Linked DNA regions of Mus musculus: regions 2, 3, 4 and 5 are each linked to region 1. A link is a contact called in public HiChIP or PLAC-seq and promoter capture Hi-C data. All regions are on one chromosome and are shown on one strand. Each heading gives the region's core, a stretch centred on a gene start, on an enhancer-like site or on the middle of the called end of the contact. The rest is flanking DNA. Distances are from core to core; before and after follow the strand shown. Region 1 holds the start of Elovl2 (elongation of very long chain fatty acids (FEN1/Elo2, SUR4/Elo3, yeast)-like 2). Region 2 overlaps Tmem170b (transmembrane protein 170B). Region 3 overlaps Gm32184 (a long non-coding RNA gene). Region 4 has its middle 3.5 kb from the start of Mir5124a. Region 5 holds the start of Gcnt2 (glucosaminyl (N-acetyl) transferase 2, I-branching enzyme).

Region 1 (3,660 bases), core at 316-2,815:
GGCTGGTGGTCCCGAGTGTGCTATGGAAGCAGGCTACAGGAGCCTGAGAGGAGCCAGACAGACTTTGACATGGAAGTGTAAGGGAAATAAACCCTTTCTTCCCCATGTTGATAAAGGTCAGGGCATTTTATCGAAGCGATAGAAATCCCAACTAAGACCAGAGGTTTATTCTGGCTCGTGTCTCCAAGGTATGGCCCATCATGGTAGCAGGATTGATTGTGAAAGCAGTTGATCTCGCTGTGTCCACAGTAAGATGGCTCTGTCAACATTTGGAGTTTGTCTTTTCCACCTCATCTGAAACTCTCTGGAAACATCTTCACAGACATGTCCAGGGGTGGGTCTCTTAAGGTGATTCTAAAACTTGTTGACAGGAAAGACAAACCATCACAGAAGGTGTCCAAGGAACAGATGCTTCAGATGAAAATTACGGGGGGGGGGGGGGGAAGGACATCAGCTAGTGCCTTTTCTTCCCAGTTTTGATGATGGTGGGTACTGGTTGCCATGGAGATAAAGTGAGTCCTGGTTCTGGATTGCAGGGGTTTGTGGTTTAGCACTGTCTCCTATTGGCTCCCAGTCCTCTCTAAGTTCATTCAGATACACTGTCCGGGTGTGAACTAGAAGCTATGCAAAGAAAGAGAGAAGATCTGTATTTCCAAGTTTTTTTTTTTAAAGATCATTCTTATCTTTGTCCACAGAGGTACCTAACACCTATGTATGCATTTCAAGTTTACCGCATCAGCTATCTAAGAAAAATGCGCGCTCATTCTGAAGGCAATGTGAAAAGTAGTCATTTGACACTCAAAGGCCTGGAATCTAGTTCTGTACACCATTAACGAAGCATTTGAATAAGCCATCTGAGCCCCTGACAGCCCCTCTGGAAGCAAACTCTGAAAAAGTCAGTTTAGACAGACTATTGGTGCTCATCTGCTCCCCGTGGCACCCAGAATGAATGGTTATCGTTTGCTTATTTGTTTGCTTATTTGAAGCAGGGTCTCACGAAGCTCAGGTTGGTGCAGAACTCCCTAAGAAGCCAAGGCTGATCTTGAACTCTTTCCTATTCCTCCTGGCTCTGCTCTCAAGTGCTGGGATTATACAGGTGCACCAACCCAAGACCAGACCAGCCCTTGGTCATCCCCTCAAACCCGTGTGCCCAATTTAAATCATCCGGCGCGCTCGCCCAGCCACTCCCCAGGAGTAGCGGAGGAGCTGCTGGTGGCTTCTCCAGGAGCCTGATGCTGTGATAGACGTGCGCGCCCAGACTCCTGCAAAAGGCGCCAGCTGTGCTTGCAAATCCCAGCCCGGCCGGCAGGGGTCGCCGCGCCAGCGCCGGCGGGGGGGCGCGCGGAGCGGGGACGCGCAGGCCTCTGGGGGGCCCACGGCCTCGCGGCCGGCGCCGGGGCTCCTCCCACTCCGTGGTCCCCTCCGAGGGCCAGCGGCGCGGGGCGGAGGAAACGGCCCGGAGCGGGCAGGGCGCGGCGCGCGCCCGAGGGGGCGGGGAGGCGGGCGGCGCGCGCCCGAGGGGGCGGGGGCGAGTGACTAGCGCGGGCGGCGCGTGGCGCGGCGCAGAAGGAAGGCGGCTACCCTGGACAGCGCATCGCGGCCGCGCGGCCATGGTGAGTGAGTGGGGGGCCGCGCGCCTCGTCCCGGATGGCGGCGGACGTTGGGGCCGGGGCGTGCGGGCGTAGGGTCGGGGCGCCGGCGGGTAACCGGGCGCGGGGGCGTGTCGGCGCTGCAGCCGGGGCCCAACGCTCTCCCCCCCACGAGCCGCTCGCCGAGGGACCCCGCGAAACCCGGCGCCTGGGCACAAAGGCGAAGACTGTGTGCTGCTGAGCTCGCAGGGAGCCAGCCGGTTCCTGGGCAGGCAGCGATCCCAGCCCTGAGGGAGCTGAGGCAGGAGGATTGCCGTGAGTTCGAGGCCAGCCTGGGCCACGGTGAGACACCCTGTCTCAAAAGAGCAGCTCCCCGTTAAAGAGAGCGGCAGATCCTGCGTTTGTCTTCAGATCCGCGTTTGTCTTCATTGGTCTTTGTCTTTTCGCAAGGGCTTGCTAAATATGTGAAGGGCATGCCCCTTTCCTTGTCCCACCTGACACGGGGCAGCCCTAGATTGTCCCCCCTCTTCCCACACTGTTTTCGGCTCACCATCTCTTCTTGGTTGAATATTGTCTTAGCACTAAAATTCCAGCCCACCCCTTTTCTATTGCCTGCCCCCCCCCCATTTTGTTTTCTCTATTTAAGCATGCTATAATCTGGGTTTGTGTGTGTGTGTGTGTGTGTGTGTGTGTGTATTGAATGTCTCCCTCACCAAAATGCAAGTTTTGGTGAATAGTCTTTGTCTACAGTGCCTGGCACACATCATTTATTTTTTTAAAAAAAGTAGAGGAAAGTACTTTATGCTATGCTAAGTGGGAGGTAGCAGTCTCCTTGAAGTGAACCACTACAAGAACTGTCGACTTAATAGGAGCGATCAGAATCTAAAGTGCTGTGTGGGAGGAGAAACACACTCTTCTCTTGGACAGGAGGGACACACTGAGCAGAATGTTGGTGGCTGCTTCATGCTTCCTCGGCCACTTGAGTATCCTGACATCTGAGTAGACAGAGCATTTTTAGTGCTAACTGGTTCTCTCTCTCTCTCTCTCTCTCTCTCTCTCTCTCTCTTCCATAGTAGACAGAGATTTTAGTTAGGGAAAACTTCCAAGAATACTTCAACTCAGTGAAAGTCAGTGGACATTAACCTGTAGCTGGCAAGGGCAAGCCTTACAATCTTTATCCTAGCTCACTGCAAGCTCAGTAAGCATTTTCAAGTCTGTGACCAAATCAAGTGATATCACTTTTGAGAAATGGGGCAGAGAGGCAGAAAGGGTGGGGGTGTAGGGGGGGCTGGGTTCTAAGTAAGTTGGTCAGGTGATACATTCTTCTACACCCATGCCAAGATGTCTCTACTAACAAGCTGTATTGCAAAAAATACTACTCAAGTCTCCTTTTTCCCCACTTGCACGATGTCATTGTGTGTCAGTGGGTTGTGACTGGTGAGGGAAGTGTGTTTATTATCATCGGAGATGAACAGCTCAAAGAGCATTTACATGAGAAATTCTGAAGATGATAGAGTCAAGACTGTACTGCCTGGTGGTCCTCAGCTAGTCTTGTCCAGATAGGTAGTAGAATTGAAAGCTTTGTTTTTGAAATTAAAACCAATGAACTAAACATAAATTAATGGTGCTTAATTTTGTATTAGTTCATTTGTGCAGAAGGTTTTACTGTTAGGATTCTAGCAAAAAAAGGAAGAGGGTTTTGTTGAATCTATCTATCTATCTATCTATCTATCTATCTATCTATCTATCTATCTATCTATGTTTATCAAGACAGCCTCATAGTTCAGGCTAGCTTCAAACTCTCAATCTTCCTGGCTCTATGTCCTGGGTGCTGGGATTAGAGGAGGGAACCACAATACAGACACCGTGTATTCTTAATTATCTGGCTGGGTAAGCTCAACCTTTTAGTTCTCCAGTGAAGGGTTAAGTGAAATGCATTTTACTTGGGGAAGTTCAGATGCCGTGATGTGAAGAAAACTTGGTGGAGATGTGTTAAGTGCGCCTGTGTCATGCGTCCAGTTATGGTCAGAAACCAGGGCCCTTGTGTTGAGGGTTGTGTCAAGGATGTTTT
Region 2 (3,660 bases), core at 377-2,876, 410 kb before region 1:
GCAATCTTTTAAAAAGGGAAAAATAAAAATATCTACTTGTTTTCTGTGGCCTGCAGAAAAATCTCCAGACTTCTTGACTAATCTTTCAAGATTAGCACTTACTCCAGTCTCTTCTTCATGACTCTCTGAGAACCCCAGGAGCTAGACCTGCGCCTGGCCGGTACTATATAAGTAAGGCTTTCCTCATATTCTGTGGCCAGAATCAAGTGAAAGAAAGAAGTCCCTGTGGAGAGCCCCAAACAGTGCAGTGCAGTGGTTAGGGCCCACAGTGTAGAAGACAGCCAAGGGGAATGCCTGCCCTGTGTGTCTATGGCTCAAAAGCAGCAGGGACCTAAGTCAGCAGCCATAAGCACAACCCGGTAAGAAAGCAGCTGAGGGGCTTCCGGATGCAACGGGGTTCTGCTCCAGCAGCAGCCCAGAAACCAGAACTAACTCTGAAGTACAGCGAGGAGCAGGGACAAGTTCACTGTCAGGAGAACAAAACAGGTGACAGGCTAAGGAAATCCACAAGACAGCTCAGCAGAAAACTGTACATTTCCTGAAGCAGAGAAATCATAAGTGGTTGTTGTCACAGGCAGATGAGCCCACAGACTCAAAGGCTCGATCTTCAGTGTCTATCTTCTTTCCTTAATAGACAGGAGGCATATTTAAAGCAGAGACTTCTTTTGCTATAAAGCACTTTCAGACTGAATCAGCCATGCCCCTTGCCAATGCCATTTCTCACAAATCCACGCAGAGCAAACGCACATAGTTACATGCGTTATCTGTCCGGTGAGTAAATCAACTCACCTTTGCCTTCTAGGCTGTAAGTGCTGAGGACCAGTCTACATGAAAAATAGTGTTTCTTTTACAATAACAACAGCACTTACCAAAGCAGTATTTGCATATAAAATTATATCTTTAAACAAAATAAGTCAACTTACTAGTAATCATTGCTCCAGTTACAGAAGCCAGAAACCCGATGCTGACAGCAATGATGGAGATCACTCTCCCCTGCCTGTGCCTCTGCAGCATCACAAACATCAGCACGCCTGCAGCACCGTGGACAAACAGAGAGGAGAAGAGAGCCCAGAGGAAGATCCAGTACCACATCTCTGAAAGGGAAAGAACAGTGTTAGTCCTGCTGCAGAAGTGTAGTTCGGAAGACTCAGCCAGCAAGCAGTGAGTACCCATGGCTGGGGAGAACCCTGAACAAGAGAGAGTGCATAAAAGGCCTCACCTGCTATCTGATCCACAGGAGAAAGGGAGTCAGGGACTATTATTAAAGCTAATTAAGGCTTAATGGAAGAATAGCTCCATGATCTCAAAAGGTGAAGGCCATGTTGTCGCTTCCTCTCCACATCCCATTTAGAAAGCAATCCATCAGCTTGCCTCCTGTAACTGTAATAATTTACCCAGGACTTTCACTGTGCTTTATGCTGTCTTCAACATGTTCCCAATGGACTGTTCACTGCTGACTTAACACACCACAGGGACGGAGCACACCCCCTTATGCCTCTCCAGCCTTCATTTCCTTTCTTCCAGGCCTCTGTTGCTTCTCACTATCCACACACTTCCCCTAGAGACTGATGCTCGGTACTGGTATAACTCCATCTCCCTGGCCACATCCAAGAGGCAGCAGCTGCTCTGTGTGGGGCTGAACAGTCCCTTTCTCTGGGAGATTTTGATTGGAATGCACTCACTGTTCTCCATCTCTGGGTAACTGAAATTAAACCTGTTTCCTTCACCACACAGTGCAGGCCACAGAACAGAAAGAAAGAAAGAAATCCACCAATGACAAGAGGCCACCAAGACTGTGTTTCAGCAACTTCCGAGGTCTATCATATTACTATCCTCATACAGAAGACAACATCCCAGTTTCTCCCTACTTAGCACCTGCTTCATGTGAACCAGTTCAGGAAAGTTTGCTTCTAACTGAAAAGCCAACCAGCATGTTTAGCCTCCCCTGAGAGGGTCCTCTTTGGTATGCAAACACTCTATGAGGAAGGGTCTCTTCTGCCGTTTGTGCTACTCGGACTTTCTGTCAAGTCATTATGAGAGGACACTTTTTAAAAGTAAGGGCTATTTTCCCAAACGTTATAGTGGAAATTTGTAACCATGCAATTACCATGAAAAACAGTATGGTAGTTCCTCAAAAACCCTAAGAACAGAACTACCATATGAGCCAATGCCATTCCTTGGTGGGTATCTGAGCTGGTTAGGTTTAGGACCCTCACTTGACGTGCTGCTCAGATCACAGTGCTCTGTGGCCTTGTCTGTGAGAGACTATCTGGATTGATAATTGCTTTGAGTGGGCACAGTCATTCCTAGACTACATAAGAAATCTAACTGGGGACTAGAGAGATGGCCCAGCTATCTCAAGTTCTCTTCCTAGCACCCAGCATGGTAGCTCAAGACTGTCTGTAATACAAGTTCAGGGGATCCATGCCCCTTTCTGGCATCCATGGGCACCTGGTGCACATACATATATGTAGGCAAAATACTCACACACATTAAAGAAAAGTAAGTAAACAGCAAGAAAGCCAGCTATCAGTTAGCATGCCAAAGTGAATGGGGAAATCTTACAAGGCCCCCACACCAGATGGAGAGCTATAGGCAGGCAACTGATGACTGTTGAGAGAGGGAAAAACCATTCTTCAGAAATTAACCTCATAATTGGTGTACAACACCAAGTGGTCAGCTCAAAAAACATAACACACAAGCAAAACTAGACTCAGCAGGTTCTGTTTATATGTATATACATGTATATAATGAAAAGGAGAAAAATGTCTTGGTAATTAGGAAAGAAGGGGGGAATGAAGGGAGAGAGAGAGGAGGGGAGGAAGGAATGGAAGGATTAAGGAAGGAAGAAAGGAAGCAAGCAAGCTAACTAGTATGTATTCTGCTTATGTCCTAGGAACTTCTATGAGGCAAGAATAAAGAGTGGTGGACTAACTCTTAAGCAGAGGAAATTTCAAGACAGCATAGCACCAGGTCTATGATGTGGCTATTTCTGATTACTCTGATGCAGGCCTACATAAAGAAAAGCAACAGGTAGGGCAGAAAGAAAAGGATGTGCGGCTTAAAGAGGAAGAATAAAGCAGCCATAAAGACATTTGAATTTAAAAAAAAAAAAGGCTGTGATTTTTAGAGAGAAAAGCATCACAAAAGGCAATCTTTGTGCCCTTCACTGGGAGAAAAGGCACTCGACAGCAAGGCCTCCCCCAGCTAAGCATACAGCATGTGACAGGAGAAAGTCTAAGAGGTAAACAAACACTTAGCCAAGGTTTCCCACAGCTTCAGCATAGAGAAGCTTCTGCAACTATGGTTTAAGGAAGGGAGCAGTGTCTACTCCACACTGACAGCTCAACTTGGCAGTGCCATCCACATGCTCTGCATTCTGAGGCATGAAAGATGCATGGTTAAGAAAGTCATTGGTTCTGTCTCCAGAATTTTAGAGAGTGGCTCTATTCGTCAGGATTCTAGAGAAGCAAAACTGACAGACTGCATCTATACATACATTAAAAGGGGATTTATCATATCTGGCTAATCCAACAATAGCTGTCTCCCAAGAGAAAAGCTAAGAGTCCTGTAGTTGTTCAGCCTATGAGGATGGATCTGGCAGGCCCAAGCTGGTGCTCACACTTGAGGGAGGTCCTAGAGAGAGCTGCCCACATTCAG
Region 3 (3,660 bases), core at 411-2,910, 360 kb before region 1:
ACCTCATCAGTTCAGGCCTCTCTGTGCCCATTCAGGCTTCTTAGCAAACTTTTGGAGATGGTAGCTTCCCATCCCACCCAAATACTTTGACTATCATAAAGCAAAAGCAACAAGCATCAGCTTTGTCTCAGAGAATCACAGGCCCATGTGCTCAGGGGTGTCTTGTCTTTCTTTCTGAGTGCCTCTCTGTTTCTTCTTTTGGAAGGGTCTGAAAGTCGCTGAAGGAAGTCCCCAGACTCAGATAGTATGCAAAAACAGAGAACATTTATTCTGCAGAAACCAGCATGCAGGGGTCAACTGTTCTTGGAAATGGCGAGCCCAGACAAAGGCAAGCAGGCCTTCTTAAAGGGAATTAGGGAAATTTTCTAGAAGGATTAGGTAATCTAAACTTTCATTAGTGGGTGCTAGGGGGTCACAGATAGTCAGTGGTCTGCATTCCTATGTCGTGAATATTTAACCATGGGGTGAGATAGGGCTGCCCAGCACAGATTCTGAGATAAGATATTCTCCCATTCGTGTGGTTAGCAGCAAGCTCTTCCTTGGGAGGGGGTTTTATGACCTTGTTCCTGGATTTTATGGTCTGTTCCCTTATGGCCTAGTTCCTGGGACTTATGATCTGTTCCTGGAGCTGGCGCCTTATGGTCTTCTTTTCAAATTCAGGCCTGGTCCTTAAAGGGAAACAAATGGAGTTTATGTTGTCCTTTCAGTTTTTTATTTGGGGAAGGGAGTTTGAGACAGGGGTTCTGTAGGTAGCTTTGGCTGGATCACTGTGCACACCAGGGTACCTCAAACTCTCAGAGATCTGCCTGCCTCTGCCTCCTGAGTGCTGGGATTAAAAGCCTGTGGCACCAGACCACCCTTCTGCTCTCTCTCTCTCTCTCTCTCTCTCTAAAGATCAGTGCTTAAATGTATATCACATGTATATTAAGATATCTTTACTAAATTCCAACTCAGCACCATAAACTGGCCTGTCCTCTGAAGTTGTTTTCTTCATTGAAGTGATGAATCTTGGTTTAGCACAAGTAGAGGTCCCAAAACATGTTAGGGTAACTCCTTGATCTGCTGCGGGTGATGCTGGGCTTCCTGACAACGTCCCCACAAATGCTGACAATTTTCTTTTGTGGTTTTGATTCCACTGTTAAGATGTTTCTATTTGTTCATTCATTGTAAGTGTTCCTTTGAGTCCGCACACTGGTTATAATAGCACTTTATATCCTTAAATGTTAATTCCTGTGTCTGTGTCTTCATCCTATCACACTTGCCTTTTAAGACAAATTGTGTTTAGTGACATTTTCCTGTGTCTCTCTAAGTCTAGAAATGCGGAGTCCTTTGGACTGTAGTGTGAATTATCATTTGGATCAGTTGGCGCATAGTGTGACTGATTTTTAGGACTGGTTTCTGTTCAGTCAATCTGTGTGTGTTGATTTTTTGTTTTTACTCTTTGAAGCAGGGTTTTGTGTATCACAGGTGAGCTCAAACTCACTATATAGCTAAGGAGGGATCCTGAACTTCCAGTTTTTCTGCCTCTACCTATTGATTGCTGGGACTACAGGCCTGTATGGTATACCATCGACATTTATGTGGTATGGCATGAACCCAGGCCTTCACACACACTAGGCCATCACTCTACTAACTGGGCTAAATCCCCAGCCCTGTTTTTGACGTAAGGCAAGCAATTAGTTTCACTTTCATTTGATCACCGGCTATGTTTTTCCTGAAATGGGACAGCTTGAAACTCTGTTTAGTTCTTGCAGACTTAGCTGGCCTGTCCGACGTCCTCTCTATGCACAGATAGTAACAGAATGAACCCAGTCTGGGCCAGGCTAATCTACAGGACACCCTGCCCATGTGGTGGCCAGGGCTTCTTCCTGCCCAGACTTTCTCTTCTCCTTCTCCAGTTACCATGGTTTCCCAAATCCTGTTCCATAGCCAAGTCAGTAAGACTGGATTTCTTTTAGAATTTTACCCACTGTGACTAAGGCCCACCCGCAGACAAATATTTGTGTCAAAAAAGGAATCATCCTGCACCATTTCCTTCTTTCAAGTATAAATGTATTTCCAGCTTCTTTCAAACCTGTTGGTGTCTTCAGATTCTTGTAACTTCTATTTTGTGTTGAGATTATAGTCACCATCTGGCAATGGGCTGACCTGATAAAAGCGACTTCTTAATTACTGGAAACTAACTCGAAGTAACATTTTATTTACCAAGAAGTTAGTACTTTATTAATTTTTCTCACTAACTAAATGTAGTAGGCACCTGGTATTTATACTACATAAAATAATTTTCTCTACCCCCAAAATATTTATTAATTTATTTATTAATCACTCACTTCTGAGCATATTCCATGTCATAAGCACTGGTTGCATAAAAGTAGGTGAATTTCAGCCTTCTCTGACTCAGAGTCTAACGATGTACTGTATGTTACCAGTAATTGCCAGCTCGCACTTGGTGAATTATAGGTCCAAGGATATATATGGTTTCTGCTGCTACTGTTTTTATTTAAAGACAAGCCAAACAGCTCTAGACATGACTTCAAAGCGACTGCAGAATCAAATGTCAGTACATGCAGCCCCTCCCTTTTCCAAGAGAGTCAATGGCTCCAAAGAAATGGATCTGGCAACAAGCTTGACTACCTGCACATTTAGACAACTGAAAATAGTAAATCGCAGCTGTCAGGATATCAACCGTGAACTTCAGAAACGTTTCTGCCTAATAACATCTGGACAGGCAGCCTATATTTCCTTTTAAATAGCTTTAGAACTGAAGGCCTTAATATATAAAGTGAAAATGATTTAGTAACTCTCTCTGTCCTCCACCCAGTTCCGCAGTGATAAAAGAAGCCCACGTCTCTGTAAACAGTCACAGGAACATAATGATTTATTAGCATTCCAATTTCTGCCTTCTGTTTCTTTTCATGTCTTGACAATTCATGTCATAACTCCCTTAGTTGGCAGACGTAATGAGCAGATCTTTAAACCTGACACACTCCCTTATTTAAAAGCTACAAGCTATTTGTTCTGATGGAATTTTTATGACATACATTTACTGATACTTCAGTACATTCTAGGTCAGCGGTTCTCAACCTGTGAGTCAAAATCACTTTGGGGTGGGGGGGGGAACACATATCAGATATTCTGTGTATCAGATATTTAGATTATGATTTGTAATAATAGCAAAATTGAAATTATGAAGTAACAACAAAACAACTTCATGTTGGGGTCACCCCAACACGAGGAACTGTATTAAATGGTCAAAGCATTAGAAAACTTGAGAACCACTGTTCTAGATATTGGTTCAAAAGGGAACCTCAAAGTTGAAAAGATAGAGTCCCTTTCTCTAATGAATTGTATTTTAGTTAATATATTCTATAGAGAAATAATTGTAATTATTGTCTATTAACTGGATGTCAAAGGTACAAATGGAGATTATCCTAGACTTTCTTCCAAGGAGGTTAAATTTAGTATGCTATTAGAAACATACAAAAATTAAAAGGTCATTCAATTAAACACTTATGATTCAAGAATTTCAAGGCATGTAATTTTTGCCTTAGAAAGTATCAAGAAAAACTGAGCTAGATAGTGAGTTTGTTTTCCCTGCCATATAAGCCCAAGACATGTTTTTATGAATCCTAGACATTTATGTAAACACACACACACACA
Region 4 (3,660 bases), core at 655-3,154, 350 kb after region 1:
GATAAAAACAGGGACATCCCGAGTGTTTGTCAGCAAACCAAGGGACACACAAATCCCTGCAGCCCTGCAGCCAGCTCCCCTGCAGCTCCCCTGCTGCTCCCCTGCTGTGAAGCAGAGGAGGAAGAAGGAACAGATTCAAGCTCCAACATGGATGAACATAAAACCACGCCTGGGTGACAGGGCTCCCACTCAAAGGCGCCCCAGCTGTATGCTTCCATTCACACACAACTCTCAGAAGATGAGATCCAACACGGGGACTGGGATGGGAAGTGTCTGTCAGAGGGTCGGATTACAAGTGGGAACCATTATACCTGACTAGGTTTCCTTTGGAGGGGGCTTTATTCTGTTTTCAGGAAGGGCCACCCTAAGTAGCCCTGGCTGGCTTGAAACTCACTAGGCAGACCAGGCTAGCCTCGAGTTCATGGTGATTCTCTGGCAACACAGAAGTCACAGAGGCAGAAAATCCTTGTATCTAAGGGAGCCCTAAACCACTGCCCTGCAGGGAGGAGCAGTAAAGAGTGAGGAGTTGGGTGGGGGGTGGGGGTGGGGAGATGGGGAGGGGTGGAGGGGACAAGCTCATTTGGGCTCAGTTCTCAGTACAGAATAGTTAATAATTCTAATAATAATAGTAATAATTATAATAATAATAATTGCCCTTTTTTTCCAAAGCAAAGAAGGACTAAGTGTAGAGCTGGCAGAGTGGTTTCTCTGGGAACAGCAGTTACTCAGGATTTCAAGTTGGAGCCAAACTACCCACTTGGACTACATTTTCTGGATATTTTAAATCGAAGCCTCCCTCACAGGGCCAAAATCACTCAGGCAAATTCCAGCAATGCTTTTTTTTTTTTTTTCCCCATCCTCCCCACTTTCCTAGACAGGAACGAAAAGCACATAACTTCACTCTTCAGATCCATGAAGAGGGTCGTTTGCCCTGAGCGGTCTGATGATGACTGAGAAGTCCCATGGGTCACCCACACTCCCAGGAGTGTTTTCTGAATGGTATCACACAGGTAGCAAAGGGCACACCCTTAGAAGAAGCCCGTGGGGGGCGAGGGCATGGGAAGATAGGACTCATTCCTATTTAAAAAACAAAACAAAACAAAACAAAACAAAAAACAAACAAACAAACAAAAAACCCACTTGGGCCAGAACTGAAAAATCCATTAGATAAACTTTCTGCAAGAAAAGGGAAAAAGCTGGGCAGTGGTGGCGCACACTTGGGAGGCAGAGGCAGGTGGATTTCTGAGTTCGAGGCCAGCCTGGTCTACAAAGTGAGTTCCAGGACAGCCAGGACTATACAGAGAAACCCTGTCTTGAAAAAAAAAAAAAAAAGAAAAGAAAAAACAAAACAAAACAAAACAAAAAAAAGGGAAAAAAATACGTCTGTAGACAATATTTCTAAGATGAAAGTAACAGTTCAATTGTCTCTGGGTGCCCGTGGAGCTCTGCATCCCTCTTGTAGTTACCAGAGTCAGCAGATTCTCAGATCCCTTCTATACCTTGGCATAGTAACCCACCCAGAGCCTAAACATCCTTTGCAGACTTTAAACCAGTTCCAGACGATTTTAAATACCTAATACAGTGTAAAAGCAGTGTAAGGTGTTTATATGATTGTACCGTACCGTGTGGGCCCTAGACTCTAGGGAGTACTAAGAAGGAAAGGCCAGGAGGCTGTTTCTCTGCTGTTGCCTGGTTTCCACCTGAGATTAGTTGAATTGTTTGGGCTGCAAAGCAAGCCTGCCCAGAGGAGTGATGGATCTCCTCCACCCTAATCATGTTCCTCATTCCACAAGCTTTTGGTACCGGTCGGGCTGAGGAGGTTAGAACAAAGTGTAGAAGTGTGGTCGCAGCCATTCAGTTTACGGCCCTCACATCCGGTGTGGGCAGGCCACACAGGAACCTATTGTAGGAGGAACTGAGATAGATTTACACAATGGAATGGAGGTGTCAAGAGGAGGGGGGAGGCGGCACAAGGAGGCGAGGGGGCGAGGCAGGGCGGGGCGGGGCGGGGGCTGGTTCTGGGAACAGAGAAAGGAATGGAGAGGTGACTCTGGCTGACTTTCAAGGGCAGCTGGTTGGAATGAACAGCAAAGATAAAGAGCATTCCTTAAAGGGAGAACCGAATGAACAAGGGTGTGGCAAACGGGTAAGAGTTTGTCTCTGGGAAGCAGAGAGAGGCTTTGCCCAGCTCCCAAAGTGCTTGCTACTCCTGGAGAGAAAAAAACAAAACAAAAACAAAAAACCAAGACCAGACGCCTGTGTCACCCCAGTGACCACATTCCCCTTCCTAATCACGAACTTAACCTAACGCCTCCATACCAAACATGTGTGCGCATTGTTTTTTCCTTAATCTTACCAAGAAGTTTTCGAATAGCAATATGAAACTCTCAAGAGCCAACAGTAAGAAATCCATGCTTGCCAGGCCGTGGTGGCCCACGCCTTTAATCCCGGTATTCTGGAGGCAGGGGTAGGCAGATCTCTTGAGTTAGAGGCCAGACAGGTTTACCGAACAAGTTCTTGAACAGCCAGAGCCACACAGAGAAACCCTGCCTCAACAAAACAAAACAAAACAAAACAAAACAAAACAAAACAAAACAACAATAAAAACTAAACAACAATGAAGAAGAAAGAGAAAAGAGAAAAAAAATCCATGTCTGCCCCCCTTTCTCTCTTAGCATCAAATGAGTTCCTACAACCGGCCAGGGTCAGTTTGGATACTGTTTAACCCTTCTTCTATCAGCCTTACAAAGAGATATTTCATCCTCAGAATCTGAGAAAGGGATTAAGCTCAGAGAAACTAAGTATCTTGCTTGAAGATCAACAGACTCTTAATGGTAGAGGCAGGCTTTAAGCCATTGTTATTGTGTAGCTCAGTGGTAGAGCAGTTGCCTGGCATGTGTGAGAACTGTGTGTCACTTTCAGCAGTACAACAGTGGTGGTGGTGATGATGGTGGTGGTGGTGGTAGTGATGATATGCCACCAATAAGTACCATCTAACTGGACAGAGTAAGCAGATGTGTAGGTTGTCTATGGAACCCACTCCATAGTCCTCATAAAGTCTAAAATGCATTTCAATTGGCAGCAGTGGCTCTGGTCCCTAACTCTCAGTTTCTTCCTTTTCTTCCATGTATTTTTTTAAGTTAATTTTTTGTAAAAAAATTAATCCATTTAGTATGTCTATATAGGTGGATCCTGGGAATTGAACTCAGGTCAACAGGTTTGGTGGTGTGTGCCTTTCCCCACTAAGCCATGTTGTTCGGTCTTCCAGCCTACCTACTTTCTTTCTTTCTTTCTTTCTTTCTTTCTTTCTTTCTTTCTTTCTTTCTTTCTTTCTTTTTTCTTTCTTTCTTTCTTTCTTTCTCTTTCTTCTTCTTCTTCTTCTTCTTCTTCTTCTTCTTCTTCTTCTTCTTCCTTCCTCCTTTCCTCCCTTTTCTTCTCCCTCCTCCTCCTCCTCCTCCTCCTCCTCCTCCTCCTCCTCCTCCTTCTTCTTCTACTTTTTATAAATCTTTTTAAGATTTTATTTATTATTATATGTAAGTACACTGTAGCTATCTTCAGACACACCAGAAGAGGAGGTCAGATCTCATTACGGATGGTTGTGAGCCACCATGTGGTTGCTGGGAATTGAACTCAGGACCCTCTGGAAGAGCAGTCTGTGCT
Region 5 (3,660 bases), core at 491-2,990, 330 kb after region 1:
ACTTACATATAATAAATAAATAAATCTTTAAAAAAATTTTTTTAAAAAATCACAAGGAAGTTTACACACATTCAATACAGACACATTGTTTGTTTTTTCCCCAAATATTTTCCATCCAAGATGGGTTGAACCCTGAAATGTGTCACCTGTGGACCTGTGGATAAAGAGGTCTGTGGGCCTCTCCTTTGCATGAACCATGAACTCTCACATACCTGGAATCCTATTGAGCGTCACCCAGAAATGCTCATCGGGACTGAAAGTATCTTTGGACCAATGGAGCAAATCAACCGCCCGTGGGTCACGGAGAACAAAGTTAGCAAACTCTCTCGACAGGGCGACATAGGCAGAGCCAAAATAAATGGTGAGGTTGTGGGGAGGTGGGGGCTTCAGAGCCGTGGTTCTGATCACGTAGGAAAGCTCTTTGCTTAGGTGTTCCCGGTGGACGTACCTGGTCCTTCCAATGGCGTGGGCTGGAGGCAGCACCCCGGGAGTGAGGTTCTTCCCCTTAAGCCCTTTCAGGTACTGAACTATCTCCTTGTTGGTTTTCAGGGGGAAGTCTTGTCCACAGGTGTTGATGGCGTACTTCCAGGGGACCTCGGAGGTGGACAGGTCTTTGATGCAGTTCAGGTCAGCCTGGAGCCGGGAGATTCCACCATAGACCACCGGCTCCATCTTAGAAGCCAGAAAGGCATTGGGGAAGCAGCTCACTAACTGTTCCACGGCACCTTTGAATTCAGCTGTTGCCTTTTCATCCACGTGAACACAGTAGATATTTTGAGGCATGAAGATTGCCCTGAAGAGCCTTGCAAAGGTGTCAAAATTGTGATGGATGACCATGACATACGCCAAAGGAAAATCGACCTCTTCCTGAGATAAAGGGGCAGTGATATAGTGGCTTTGGGTCACATATTCTGTGCAAGAAGGCTTCTCGTGAATCATTAGTTTGTTTCTCCACAGGAACCGGCTTTTCCCGTCGATGAAAGATGAGCACACTTGAGCCAGCATCACCGAGTCTGAGATGTTCAGCTTCTGGTAGCTTTGATCTCCTCCAAAACTTAACACGTAGAGCACAATAAAAACGATGACAGTAGTCACAGACACTATGAAGAAGTAACGCACGGACGGAGGCATGCCTCAAAGAGGGTCTCCGATGTCAGAGTCCGTCAAGCTTGGCCAATCCCTTCTCGGACTTACTTTTTCCTGGGAGCTCTCGCTGTGGTACATGCTCCAGTCAGTGTGAATTGCGGCTGTTTTGTCTCCCGGAGCCCAGCAGCGAGCTCTCTCCTGGAGCAGATATTAGAATCTGATCCCGCCTCTCTCAAACCTCCTTTGTCTAAATCCTAGCAGCAGGTTGCCGAAGCCCAGCCTTTTCCTCCTCCTCTGGCCTCCCAGTTTGCATCTGCTGACTTTTACTCTCCCTGCTACCTCTTTTTCAATTGAGTTTCTCACCTCCCCTTTCGTTCCTTTCCTTCGGGGGTTTCTGCTAGCTCTTTCCTCTTGTTACAATCGGCACGGCAAACCCCAAAGTGGATGGGATGAGCCGGGCTAGGCGTGTGAAGGGTTTCCTGCCTTCCTCCACTGCCTCTCTCTTCTGCTGTGTTACCTACTCTCCCCAGTGTGCCAGGCTAACAACCCAGGGGATCTAAAAGAGCCTCGGTTCTGTTAGTGGCTGTTTCGGGAGACTCTACTCGAATGACACAATCTGAAATAAAAGCACACCTCCTCCATCCCAGCTCCATTGTAATGTTTTCTGGCCCCACCCCACCAGTTTCCAAAACATGAGCTCCCAGGAGGAGGAGTTCCGGTCCTAAGGGATCTGACCGGGCAGAGGTGGGGGGGATGGGGGGGGAGTGACTTTGACTTAAACCCCCCTCTCCTCGTACTCTGGCCTCTGCCCTGGTGTTACAGAATGTACAGGTAGTGAACTGTACGGTCTAATTTGGATGAGACCTGAAGACTTCACAGAAAAGAGTTGAATCCTGGCCGCGAAGGACGTTCAGATCTACATCTCAACCAAGAACCTTAAGGGTTTAAGCACCCAGAGACCACTCGGGAGCTCTCCTATACTCTTGACTTTATAGTCGAAACAAAACAAAACAAAACAGGGTCTCAGGCAATCCATTCTGACCTGGAACTATCCTCCAGCCCCTACCTCCCAAGAGCTGGGTTTTCAGGATCTACACACTCACAACCCAGCTTTCCACCACCTACATTTAGATGCAGTTTTAAGCAGTGTCCTTTGGACTGGGGGCTGCCTTTCCATTTTCCTTTGCTAGTTGTCTGCATTTCTCAAGTGAGAGTCTGTACCTTGTGGGTTGACTTGCAATGGGAAATGAGTTTGCATTCCAGCCTGTGAAGAAAGAGTGCCCTTCGGTGCCCAGTCTTCCTTCTGCAGTCTAGACTAGCACAGCATGCAGAGTCCTTCCAAGTAGGAACTTGAGATTCCAAGCGCCCAGACTCCAGCCCAATGGCATGCCATGTCCTGAGCTACAGTTTCATTCGTCCAGATTTTATTTACATGTTTTGTTTTTCCTGTTTATATATTATTTTTCTTTCCTCTTACTAATCCTCTTCCTGCACCTGCATCAAACAAATATTCTGAGAAACCCTCCCCTGGGCCTTTAGGTCAGTTGTGAAAGAAAATGCAGCCATTTTGTAAAGTGGTTCACTCTCCTTCAAGTTATCTTCTTTGGTGTAGGGCAAAGGACAGTTCTATCTCTGTCTTCATCTTTTTTTTTTTCAAAAATAACACTGTTAAATATTAGGTTATTACATCTGCTGTGTCTTAACAACAGAGGGTAATTTTGTCATCAGTAATTTCATTTTGGCAATGCCCTCGGCTTAGAATGAATACTGAAATAGTTGCAGCCTGACAAAGCATTCGGTACACAGATACATAACTTAATTATGGTAACTGAATCTGTTTACATTACCCTTTCCAACTGGCCAATAGCACGGAGGTTCAGATTTGTGCAGACTCGGGAGGGGAGGTGGAGAAACACTAATGACATTACTTTATTACGATATACAGATACTGCCCAAAATAAGAATTTTCAGAATGCTTCTGAATTCAATCCAGAACTGCCAATGATGCTGTTCACAGGTTCAAAAATGTAGCTATTGTTTCTCTTTTGCCTGCCCTTGGACCAATTTCCCCAACTCCCAGTTCCAAGATTACAAATCCCTCTAGGAGAATGTTTTGCAAAACCAGCTATCATATTTGAAGATGCCTGTTACCTGGTACTTCTGGTCAGGCTGCAGTCCAGCCTGCTTATCCAGAATGGAGACTGTGAGCTCTTTGCTCCTGAAACAGGACGTCGCAGCCTTCCCTACTTGCCTTTTCCTTCAGTCAAGGACAAAGTTGATACTTGCAGCCTTAGCAACCATGCCCCAGGTCCTCACTTTGGAAGCAATTACTCCTGACCTAGCCAATTAATCAGGCTAGACAAGTCTATCTTTCCCTGGGGCCATCTTAAAGACATTCTCTCTGCTGCACACAGAACCCTTTATGTGGTGAACGCTGTTCAAGACTTCTTTCGGAGGACTGAATATATAGCTCAGTGGTAAAGTACTTGTTTAGTGGTAAAGTACTTGTTTAGTACCCGAGGCCCTGGGTTCAACACACACACATGGAGAGAGAGAAAGAGAGAGAGAGAGAGT

What was found. Promoter capture Hi-C pulls out the DNA fragments that hold promoters and counts their contacts. HiChIP or PLAC-seq counts read pairs in DNA pulled down with a chosen protein or histone mark.
Region 2: a promoter capture Hi-C map of pre-B cells shows a contact between it and region 1. The contact joins the enhancer-like site here to the promoter of Elovl2 in region 1. A contact is called at or near these places in 16 of 39 promoter capture datasets (the 3T3-L1 cell line, 3T3-L1-derived adipocytes, the C10 cell line and 11 more), 1 of 15 datasets of contacts at CTCF or cohesin (large pre-B cells) and 3 of 9 other capture datasets (adipose tissue, embryonic stem cells and liver).
Region 3: a promoter capture Hi-C map of pre-B cells shows a contact between it and region 1. The contact joins the enhancer-like site here to the promoter of Elovl2 in region 1. A contact is called at or near these places in 10 of 39 promoter capture datasets (the 3T3-L1 cell line, the C10 cell line, the HPC-7 cell line and 7 more), 1 of 15 datasets of contacts at CTCF or cohesin (embryonic stem cells), 2 of 484 Hi-C or Micro-C datasets (embryonic stem cells and palatal mesenchyme), 6 of 115 datasets of contacts at active chromatin or transcription factors (acute myeloid leukemia, bone marrow-derived macrophages, embryonic basal ganglia and 3 more) and 1 of 9 other capture datasets (adipose tissue).
Region 4: a promoter capture Hi-C map of the HPC-7 cell line shows a contact between it and region 1. The contact joins the enhancer-like site here to the promoter of Elovl2 in region 1. A contact is called at or near these places in 9 of 39 promoter capture datasets (the HPC-7 cell line, cranial neural crest, embryonic stem cells and 5 more), 7 of 484 Hi-C or Micro-C datasets (DN2 thymocytes, group 2 innate lymphoid cells, liver and 1 more), 16 of 115 datasets of contacts at active chromatin or transcription factors (bone marrow-derived macrophages, craniofacial prominence, embryonic basal ganglia and 8 more) and 3 of 9 other capture datasets (adipose tissue, liver and macrophages).
Region 5: an RNA polymerase II HiChIP or PLAC-seq map of embryonic stem cells shows a contact between it and region 1, with 9 read pairs. The contact joins the promoter of Gcnt2 here to the promoter of Elovl2 in region 1. A contact is called at or near these places in 3 of 39 promoter capture datasets (embryonic stem cells, maxillary cranial neural crest and stem cell-derived epiblast-like cells), 1 of 115 datasets of contacts at active chromatin or transcription factors (embryonic stem cells) and 1 of 9 other capture datasets (liver).

What each region holds. Positions count from the first base shown.
Region 1 is chr13:41,218,308-41,221,967 of GRCm38.p6, reverse strand. Elovl2 (elongation of very long chain fatty acids (FEN1/Elo2, SUR4/Elo3, yeast)-like 2) reads left to right here and starts at 1,565. Exons shown (of 8, transcript NM_019423.2): 1 at 1,565-1,613. The coding sequence starts at 1,611.
Region 2 is chr13:41,625,412-41,629,071 of GRCm38.p6, reverse strand. It overlaps Tmem170b (transmembrane protein 170B), which reads right to left. Exons shown (of 3, transcript NM_001163572.2): 2 at 924-1,094. Among named protein-coding and RNA genes, the nearest start is that of Gm32184, 21 kb to the right of the region's middle. Within about 2 kb of position 1,626, at least 38 of the 459 cell types and tissues checked have an H3K27ac peak or open chromatin away from gene starts, as enhancers often do. A contact at or near this core is called in hippocampal neurons and pre-B cells, where this site is marked.
Region 3 is chr13:41,581,936-41,585,595 of GRCm38.p6, reverse strand. The region is part of intron 1 of Gm32184 (a long non-coding RNA gene); the gene reads left to right. Among named protein-coding and RNA genes, the nearest start is that of Tmem170b, 22 kb to the left of the region's middle. Within about 2 kb of position 1,660, at least 99 of the 459 cell types and tissues checked have an H3K27ac peak or open chromatin away from gene starts, as enhancers often do. A contact at or near this core is called in adipose tissue, bone marrow-derived macrophages, hippocampal neurons and 1 more, where this site is marked.
Region 4 is chr13:40,867,430-40,871,089 of GRCm38.p6, reverse strand. It overlaps a transcript of Gcnt2 not described here. Among named protein-coding and RNA genes, the nearest start is that of Mir5124a, 3.5 kb to the right of the region's middle. Within about 2 kb of position 1,904, at least 134 of the 459 cell types and tissues checked have an H3K27ac peak or open chromatin away from gene starts, as enhancers often do. A contact at or near this core is called in the HPC-7 cell line, adipose tissue and embryonic stem cells, where this site is marked.
Region 5 is chr13:40,884,838-40,888,497 of GRCm38.p6, reverse strand. It overlaps Gcnt2 (glucosaminyl (N-acetyl) transferase 2, I-branching enzyme), which reads right to left and starts at 1,740. Exons shown (of 3, transcript NM_008105.3): 1 at 213-1,740. The coding sequence starts at 1,131.